Regions from separate parts of the Zea mays genome. Here region 1 is linked to region 2. Evidence: chromatin contacts called from public Hi-C data. All regions are on one chromosome and are shown on one strand. Each heading gives the region's core, a stretch centred on a gene start, on an enhancer-like site or on the middle of the called end of the contact. The rest is flanking DNA. Distances are from core to core; before and after follow the strand shown.

Region 1 (4,198 bases), core at 1,271-3,770, 610 kb after region 2:
ATATTTTTTGTCCGAGAACAAGGATGAAGAACTATTCTCCGACTGAGATTTTCCCATTGCTATCCCTATACAACCGGCCAAGGGTATCTTCAATAGTTGTTAGAACCAACTCTAAATCTTAATTTTTAGCAAGATAAAAACAACAACTCCTAATCTCAACCCCCAATATTTCCGCACCTACCAAAATATAGACGCCATCACGCAAAATATATATGTTTGCATTCATATATCAATCTAGAGGTGGAAGAAAGTAGAAAAGAATAGGACATACCATCTCTATAAATAGTTACTAATACAATATCCGTGCGGTTATGATGGTCCATAAATATTTGATAAAATATTAGAGTACAACGATTACATGAAAACGAACAATATATATTATCATCGATCTTAATGTCTCACAATTTTTTTGCCAATAACCAATACAAAACTGAACTCGGAATCCGGAATGCCGCCTTCTCCTATTCCTCGACTGTTCAGCCATGTATCGCCAGCGGGGACGCCTCTCCTCTTCTTGCCTTGTTATCTATAGAAGCGTATGCTGGCGGAGAGTCACGGCAGCAGCTCGAGGCGTATCAAAATGGCCTACTTGATGTCCTCTGTGGCGGTACAGAAGAATCTAGGTGAAAGAGACAGAAACGAGCAAAAAGATGAGAGGTTGGAGGTTAATATATGACGCCAACACCGAGGAGGAGGAAGAGGAGAAAGTGCTCGTGGTGGTTGCATGGTTGGTTGCGCATGCAAGAGTAAGACTTACTTTATCTGATTGTTTGGGGAGACATGGGGGAATCAGATCTACACACTTCACGCGTGACACACGTGCACAAAACTCATGCTTTAAAGGAGCAGAGAAATTTTCTTTCTTATATAAATATATGGTATAACTATTGAGTTTAGTAGCATATAACACATTGTTGTAACACTTTGGTCTTAGTATATAGATCTATTAAGGTATGGGAATTGTAAGCTACAAAATTAAGCAGTTAAGAAAAAAAAGTTATAAGTAAAAGCAAAACTAGTTAGGATGATCTTACCTTCTATGTTTTAGAGTGAGATTTTAGAAATTATTAGAGAAACTCACGAATATGCTCCTAATATTTTTAGCCCTTTAAAATTCATTGATTTAACAAAATTTTAAAACTATGAACATGCTCTAAATGCTAAGGTGAACATTGTGGGTCTATTTGATTCAGTTGTAGATTTTTTGGAAATTTGATTCTAGCTATGAGCTGCGAAAGCTGTTGTGAGCTGACGATTATGAAAAAACTAAAATTTATTTGGTTTAAACAACTATAAACTATAGATTCTATAATAGCATGATAATTTGTAACATTGACGACAAGAATATAAAAAATCTAGGATAGAAGGTAATTCTAAATTAAACTAGAGAAATATGTAGATTTCAAAAATATATTCTACTGTTATATCTGTTTAATGTTATATCCGTTTAATTGAGATTCTATATTTTCTTACAATAAATTTGGTTCAGATTGCTGAACCAAACACGATTGCATATACACACATCTTTTTGTACCAACACTATATTTGAATAAGACATACCATACCATTCCTAATACAAATATAGAAGAGACAAAAAAGTATAAAACTATGCAAAATTTTTACTCTATGTTCTAGAGTGAGATTACGTCATTCTCAATAGGGGTATTTAAGTATTTGCCATCTTTACGAAATGTTCTTAATCATATGCCACTGACACATGTGTCACTGACATGGCAAAAAATTTGTCACCCACCTTAAAATAGTTAATTTTTCCTTCTCAATGGGAGTTTCATGGCACAATTAACTAGAGTGACACATCATCTAAGGAAGTTTGAAACTATGATGAAATAGTCTCACACAGTGCATAGTTTCATCTTTATTGTTTCCTAGGTCACATGCAAAACACAAACATCTTGAAAAAACAATGTACACATGATTTCATCCCCACGAAATTGATTTCATATCTTTCATAATAAATACACTGTCATACCATAGCCTATTTAATGCCCATGACACTTGAGAATGACCTTATAGAAAGTATTAGATAAACTCACGGATATGGTCCTAATATTTTTAGTCCTTTGAGAAACAATTATTGGTTTTTTCGGATTTTAAGGTGATGCTCTTAGTTTTGCTAGTGTTATCATTTTTATTCTTAGTCGTGGGTTTTTCTCAGTTTTGCCCTTCCAGCGCTATAGAGCAGAAGAGTAAAACTGAGAAAAAAATTACAACAAAGGGTAGAAATGAGAAAGATGCCAAAACTAAGGGCCTAAATTTAATAGTCCTTTTTTAACTATGAAGATGCTAATGCTGAAGTTGAACACTACGGTCATATACGTAAGCGGTACACATCTTTTTTTTAAGGGATGCAAACGCAAACTGAGAATTGTCCGTATAAAAATACCTCAAAAAAAAGAAACAAAAGGCACATGCAAAAAAAAAGAACAGAAAAAAAAAGAAAAAGGAGGTCAAAATATAAAAAAGACCTGCCTTTTTTTTCTATTCCAAATTCCCTTTCCCCATCTCGTCTTCTCCACAGTCCACACTGTTCACCACCTCTCCCATCCTCTCTTCGATCCCCAAATCCCGAATTGACCAGCCCAAATCGTCGCCGCGGCGCATGGAGTGGACGGCCCCGAAGCCCGCCTCATCGCCTCCCCTCCTCTGGGACTGGGGAGACCACGCCGCCACGGGCTCGGGCTCCTCCAGCGACGCCCCGGCGCGGCGCGGCGGGAAGGAGCGGGAGGCGAAGCGTGCCAGGGCCGGCGAGGACCGCGGGGGAGGTGAGCTGAGGTGCCAGGTCGAGGGGTGCGGATTGGACCTCAGCAGGGTCAAGGACTACCACCGTAAGCACCGCGTCTGCGAGGCCCACACCAAGTCCCCCCGCGTCATCGTCGCCGGCCAGGAGCGCCGGTTCTGCCAGCAGTGCAGCCGGTGGGTCGTCTTCTCGCTTGCTCTCGCTTGCCTCCTCCACGCCTCTTCTCTCGCTTGCTCTGTGCGATTGCTTCCGTCTTCCTTCCTTTGATTGCTTTCTGCAACGATGGTTCGCGCTTTTGCGCTGCAATTATCGCGTGATTTGTTGATTGGTTTGGACAAGCAGTTGTTTTTTACGTGTTCTCTATTAGTTTTGTGGCTACATGCTGTGTGTGTGTACGGCGCGTGAGCTGCGTGCGCGGTTGTGCCGTTTTTTTGGGTACGGAACTACATTTTTTTCCTGATCTAGCAATGAAAGATGCTTCCTTTCCACTATTGGTACTGTTGTACTTGTTGTGGAGAATCGTACGCATGGGTGAAATGAGAAATGGCTACTATGCCTGTTTCCCTTTTCCAGTTTTGGTATGGCTCTCGATATATGGGTATGCTTTTGGGATGAGCGTTTTTTTGTGGGCTACTGACCCGTGTCTATTTTATTCCATTAAAACTATGTGAATATTGCAGGCATATATCTCCTGTATTGCACTTTTACATGGCATTTAACCATAAATAGTGTCTATTTTGTTTTTGCTGATTGCTTGGGTTCTGGCAATCCAGATTCCATGCGCTGTCAGAGTTTGATCAGAAGAAGAGGAGCTGCAGGAGGCGTCTGTCTGATCACAATGCCCGCCGCCGGAAGCCTCAGCCAGATGCATTCACCTTCGCCTCTGCAAAGCTGCCTTCGACATTGTTTGGTAATGTTTTCATATCTTGACTACTGTTCGAAATTTGCTATCAGTGGAAGTGGACACTAGAAAAAATGGTGGTGATGGGCTCTTAGCCAGGTTCTAGATTCATCTGCATGTACGTCATGCAAACAGATGTCTTGTTACGCAAATGGCAAGCTTTCTATCTTTTATACTTAGCAATAAGTTGTCTGTTGTGTTTCTTCGTGTAATTAAATAGAAACTAGGCATTGGACTTGAGAGTATCGTGATTAGTAATATATGTATCTTGTACTATACAGCTAGCAGGATTATCGTGTTTCAATTGTATTATTCTACCTTCTTACCTCCTATTTATAAAGTGAAATATTCTTATCCCTGAACTTCTCTGCCACTGCAGATGATAGGCGGCAAATAAGTTTTGTCTGGAATAAAGCTCCTGTTAGCCATGTAAGACCCTTCACTTCTCCATGGGACAGCTCATCTGACTTAAAGCCCCCTTATGCAAAGGAAATAAGTGATGTATCAACAAAAGTTGGGACAATTACTGGACAAGTTCA
Region 2 (4,184 bases), core at 1,654-4,153:
AAAACCCTCTTGAAAGCTAAGAGGAGAATTTCATTCAGGGGGGTTTTGTTAAGTCAAAGGAAAAACATTTGAAATAGGAGGAGAAATTTCAAAACATGAAAATGCTTCTTGCAATCTTATTCATATACCTTTGACTATTTGAAAAAAGACTTTGAAATAGATTTTCCAAAAATATTTGCAAAAACAAAACAAGTGGTGCAAATGTGGTCCAAAATGTTAAATAAAAGAAAGCAATCCATGCATATCTAGTGAAAATAATAAATTGGTTTAATTCCAAGTAACCTATGCACTTACCTTATGCAAACTAGTTCAATTCTGCACTTATATATTTGTTTTGGTTTGTGTTGGCATCAATCACCAAAAAGGGGGAGATTGAAAGGGAAATAGAGTTAACCTTTTCCTAATATTAATTTTGGTGGTTGAATGCCCAACACAAATATTGGACTAACTAGTTTGCTCTAGATTATATGTTCTTCAGGTGCATAAAGGTTCAACACAAACCAATAAAAGATTGAAGTTAGGGTTCAATATCAAAGGAGCAAAGAAACCGAGTGTGCCCTGGTCTGGCGCACCGGACTGTCCGGTGTGCCACCAGACAGTGTCCGGTGCACCAGGACCGTACAGAGTCCAAACAGCCACTCTCGGGTTTCAACCAGCGTGCTCCACTATAATTCACCAGACTGTCCGGTGTGCCACCGGACTATCCGGTGCACCAGCGAAGCAACGGCTACTTCGTGCAACGGTCGCCTGCAAAAGCAGACGATTCAGAGGAACAACGCGCAACAGTGCGCGACAGAGCAGAGCCGCCCGTTAGAGGCGCACCGGACACTGAACAGTGCCTGTCCGGTGCGGCACCGGACTGTCCGGTGCCACTAGAGGACAATGCCTCCAACAGTCAGAAGCTCCCGAACCCTAACGGTTGGGTGACGTGGCTGGCACACCGGACAGTGTCCGGTGGCGCACCGGACTATCCGGTGCGCCCATCGACAGCAGCCATTCCTAACGGCTATGTGGTGGTTGAGGGCTATAAATACCCACAACCACCACCACTCCAAGCATCCAAGTTTCCAGCACTTCACATTCAATACAAGAGCTAGTGCATTCACTCCAAGACACATTTTCAATAGAATCAAAGCCTCTCCAAGTCCCAAATACATTCCACTCACCTAGTGACTTAAGAGAGAGTTTGTTCGTGTTCTTTGCGCTCTTGTTTCTTGGATCGCTTTCTTTCTTCCTCATTCTTGTTCTTAAGTGACTTGTAATCAAAGCAAGAGACACCAAGTGTGTGGTGGTCCTTGTGGGGTCTAAGTGACCCGTTTGATTAAGGAGAAAGCTTACTCGGTCTAGGTGACCGTTTGAGAGAGGGAAAGGGTTAAAAGAGACCCGGTCTTTGTGACCACCTCAACGGGGACTAGGTTCTTTAGAACCAAACCTTGGTAAAACAAATCACCGTGTTCATCCGCTTTATTTCTTGGTTGATTTGTTTTCCCCTCTCTTTCGGACTCAGATTCATTTCTAACGCTAACCCCGACTTGTAGTGTGTGCTTAAGTTTATAAATTTCAGATTTTGCATATTCACCCCCCTCTAGGCGACTTTCAATTGGTATCGGAGCCCGGTACTTCATTTAGAGTCTAACCACTCGAAGTGATGTCGGGAGGATCCGCCAAGAGGGAGATGGAAACCGACGAGAAGGCCACAAGCCACGGGAAGGCTCCATCAAGGGAGTCCAGCTAAAGGCAAGGAGGAATCCCCTCCCCGTGTCAAGTCACATCAGAGTGGCGATAAGAAGAAGAAGAAGATGAAGAAAGTGGTCTACTACGAATCAGATTCCGCTTATTCACCCCCCTCTAGGCGACTTTCAAGAGTACATATGTAGACATGTTGTAAGTAGGCAGAGAAGACAAACATGAGCTAACCATTTCCAATTCCCAGCTTGAGATAAGAATTGCAAAGTAGAAGAAAGCCTTATTGTTTATCAGTGGTGAGAAATCCTCGATCTTTGGTTTTGTGACACCCAAAGGTAGCCCCAAATAGGTAAAAAGAAAAGTCAGTGTTTGATAATTAAAAGTTCGAGCAAGATGTTCTAGTTTCTTCTGAGAAATGTTAATTGGGTAGACATTTGACTTTGCATAATTAACCCTAGGACATATTGATTCAACAAAAGAATTCAGAGGTGCTTTGAGAGCAAAGAGTTACTTGGGGCAGGCTTCCATGATAAGAAAAGTATCATTAGCATATTACACTTTTGGGAATCATCACCATCTCGTTGTCTCAAAGGAAGTTCTAACAAACCAATATTCTTTGCTATGATTCGTCAGAAAAAAGGAATGATAAGAAAAAGGAACGGTAGCTAATTTTTTCTTTATAACATGATTTTTTAGATTATGCTTTGTAGAAGATCTGTAGCCAAAACAAATAGAACTAACAATAAGGGGCCACCTTGTCTCTCTTCTCTTACAATGAAAGGCTTTCCAAGACACTTCGTTTAGTCGAACCTAAGTGCCCAGGCTCGTTATCGACTTACTGTAAGACTATCTCCAAGAACTTATCTACCCTCATCTCTATATTCAAACTACACTTTACAAACCATGCACTCTACAGTGTAAAATAATGTTTTGAGTGACCGTATGAATGAACTAGCAAACACGGTCTAAGCTATCCATTTTTCTCTAAGACCCTTATGTTGTAGTATTTGTAGAATGACATCATACTCCACCTTATCAAAAGATTTTTTAAAGTCTAGCTTCTGAATGATCATTTATCTTTTAAATTTATGACAAAGATGCAAATATCCCAAGAAAATCAAGCAGGCGAGCTTTCAAGTGCAAAACCATCCAAAACTTTGTGGTGTGCGGGGCCAATAAAAGGGCCCACCAATCGCAGCGGTGGCAGTCGAGCAGATATCCACCTGCAAGCAAGAGACTCTGCAGCCATCTGGGCGAAAACTCAAGCACGCGGCGATGCTGCGCCTTCGCGCTTGCGGCGGCACGGCACCGGCATCGGTGCCCGCGCTCGTCAGGTCCCGCCTCTCCAGGAGATCCTCCTCCGCAGCCTACGCCGCCGCTACCGTCGCTTCCGCTTCCTCCTCTTCGTCCACCCTGGAAGACCTCGCCGCCGAGCACAGAGGTCGCTCCTTTCTGTTTCACATATCTCTGCCTATCTCTGCCGCATACTGTCGAACAGTTCTCGCGCCCCAGCTTCATCCCATGTTGTTGCTTAGAGCTAGCGCCGATTTGTCTCCTTCACCTCATTGTGTGGTGCGCGGCGCGAGCGGAGTTAAATCCCGCCAAGAAGATGGCTTGGTGTGCCTACCAACGCAACTGGCAACGGCCATGTTGCTTCCTGTTTACTGAAATGCAAGGGGAGAGTGCATTGCTTTCAGTTTTTACGCAGCAGCGAAATTAAGTGCTAGGTTTATGCGGGCGAGGCGTCTGATTGTAGCTTACTAGCTTCAGCTTATAGAGCATCTGCCAATAAAAGGTTCGCTCCTGTAAGAACTGAGAACTGCCTTTGCTAAGATTGCTTCTCTTATGGGGTGTTGGTTTGAGGAACCACTCCATCCAAAATGAAATGGTGCATCATGGGTCCATTTCTCAAATTTGGTGGGATGACTTCATTCCACATATTAGTACTAATTAACTAACTATGAGGAATAAGGTGGTGATGTATCAACTCATTTCATTCCACAAACCAAACAAAAAAGTTAGGAGTGAGAAGATGATGGACTAGCTCATTACTCAAACCAAACACCCCACTAATCACCAGGGACCGGGATTTCTTCCAATCCATCATATCCTTTTCCCCGGATATTTATTCAAAACTCTAGTGCTCCTGGGTGGCATATATATTTCGTGTCACTTTGTTATTTGATGCAACATTAAGAAACAATGGTACCAGCAGCATAAAAGTTATTAATAAATTTCTAAATCATTTTACAAAGGTCAGCCTCCTCCATCGGCTGGCTAGAGCTCATCTCATTCAGAAATTGGCGCACTGTAATACCAAACATCTTTTTGATTGGTTAATAGCTATCTGACTTAGTGACTTCACTTCAATTGAAGTAAAGACTAGCTTTAAACATGCTTCCTTGTTTAGGTTTGGCAAAGGTCATTTTAAAGAAGGGGAAGACCCAAATATTCCGAGATGGGAGCCCAATGGTGTATAGCGGTGCTGTTAATAGGAT

The links. Hi-C and Micro-C count contacts between places; a contact is called where the count stands out from the background.
Region 1: a contact with region 2 is called in a Hi-C map of ear, with 4 times the contacts expected there. The contact joins the promoter of sbp12 here to the promoter of LOC100382848 in region 2. A contact is called at or near these places in 2 of 25 Hi-C or Micro-C datasets (ear and leaf).

What each region holds. Positions count from the first base shown.
Region 1 is chr5:88,806,038-88,810,235 of Zm-B73-REFERENCE-NAM-5.0, forward strand. It overlaps sbp12 (SBP-transcription factor 12), which reads left to right and starts at 2,521. Exons shown (of 4, transcript NM_001136780.1): 1 at 2,521-2,934; 2 at 3,532-3,668; 3 at 4,039-4,198. The coding sequence starts at 2,621.
Region 2 is chr5:88,199,304-88,203,487 of Zm-B73-REFERENCE-NAM-5.0, forward strand. LOC100382848 reads left to right here and starts at 2,904. Exons shown (of 8, transcript NM_001175544.1): 1 at 2,904-3,127; 2 at 4,097-4,184.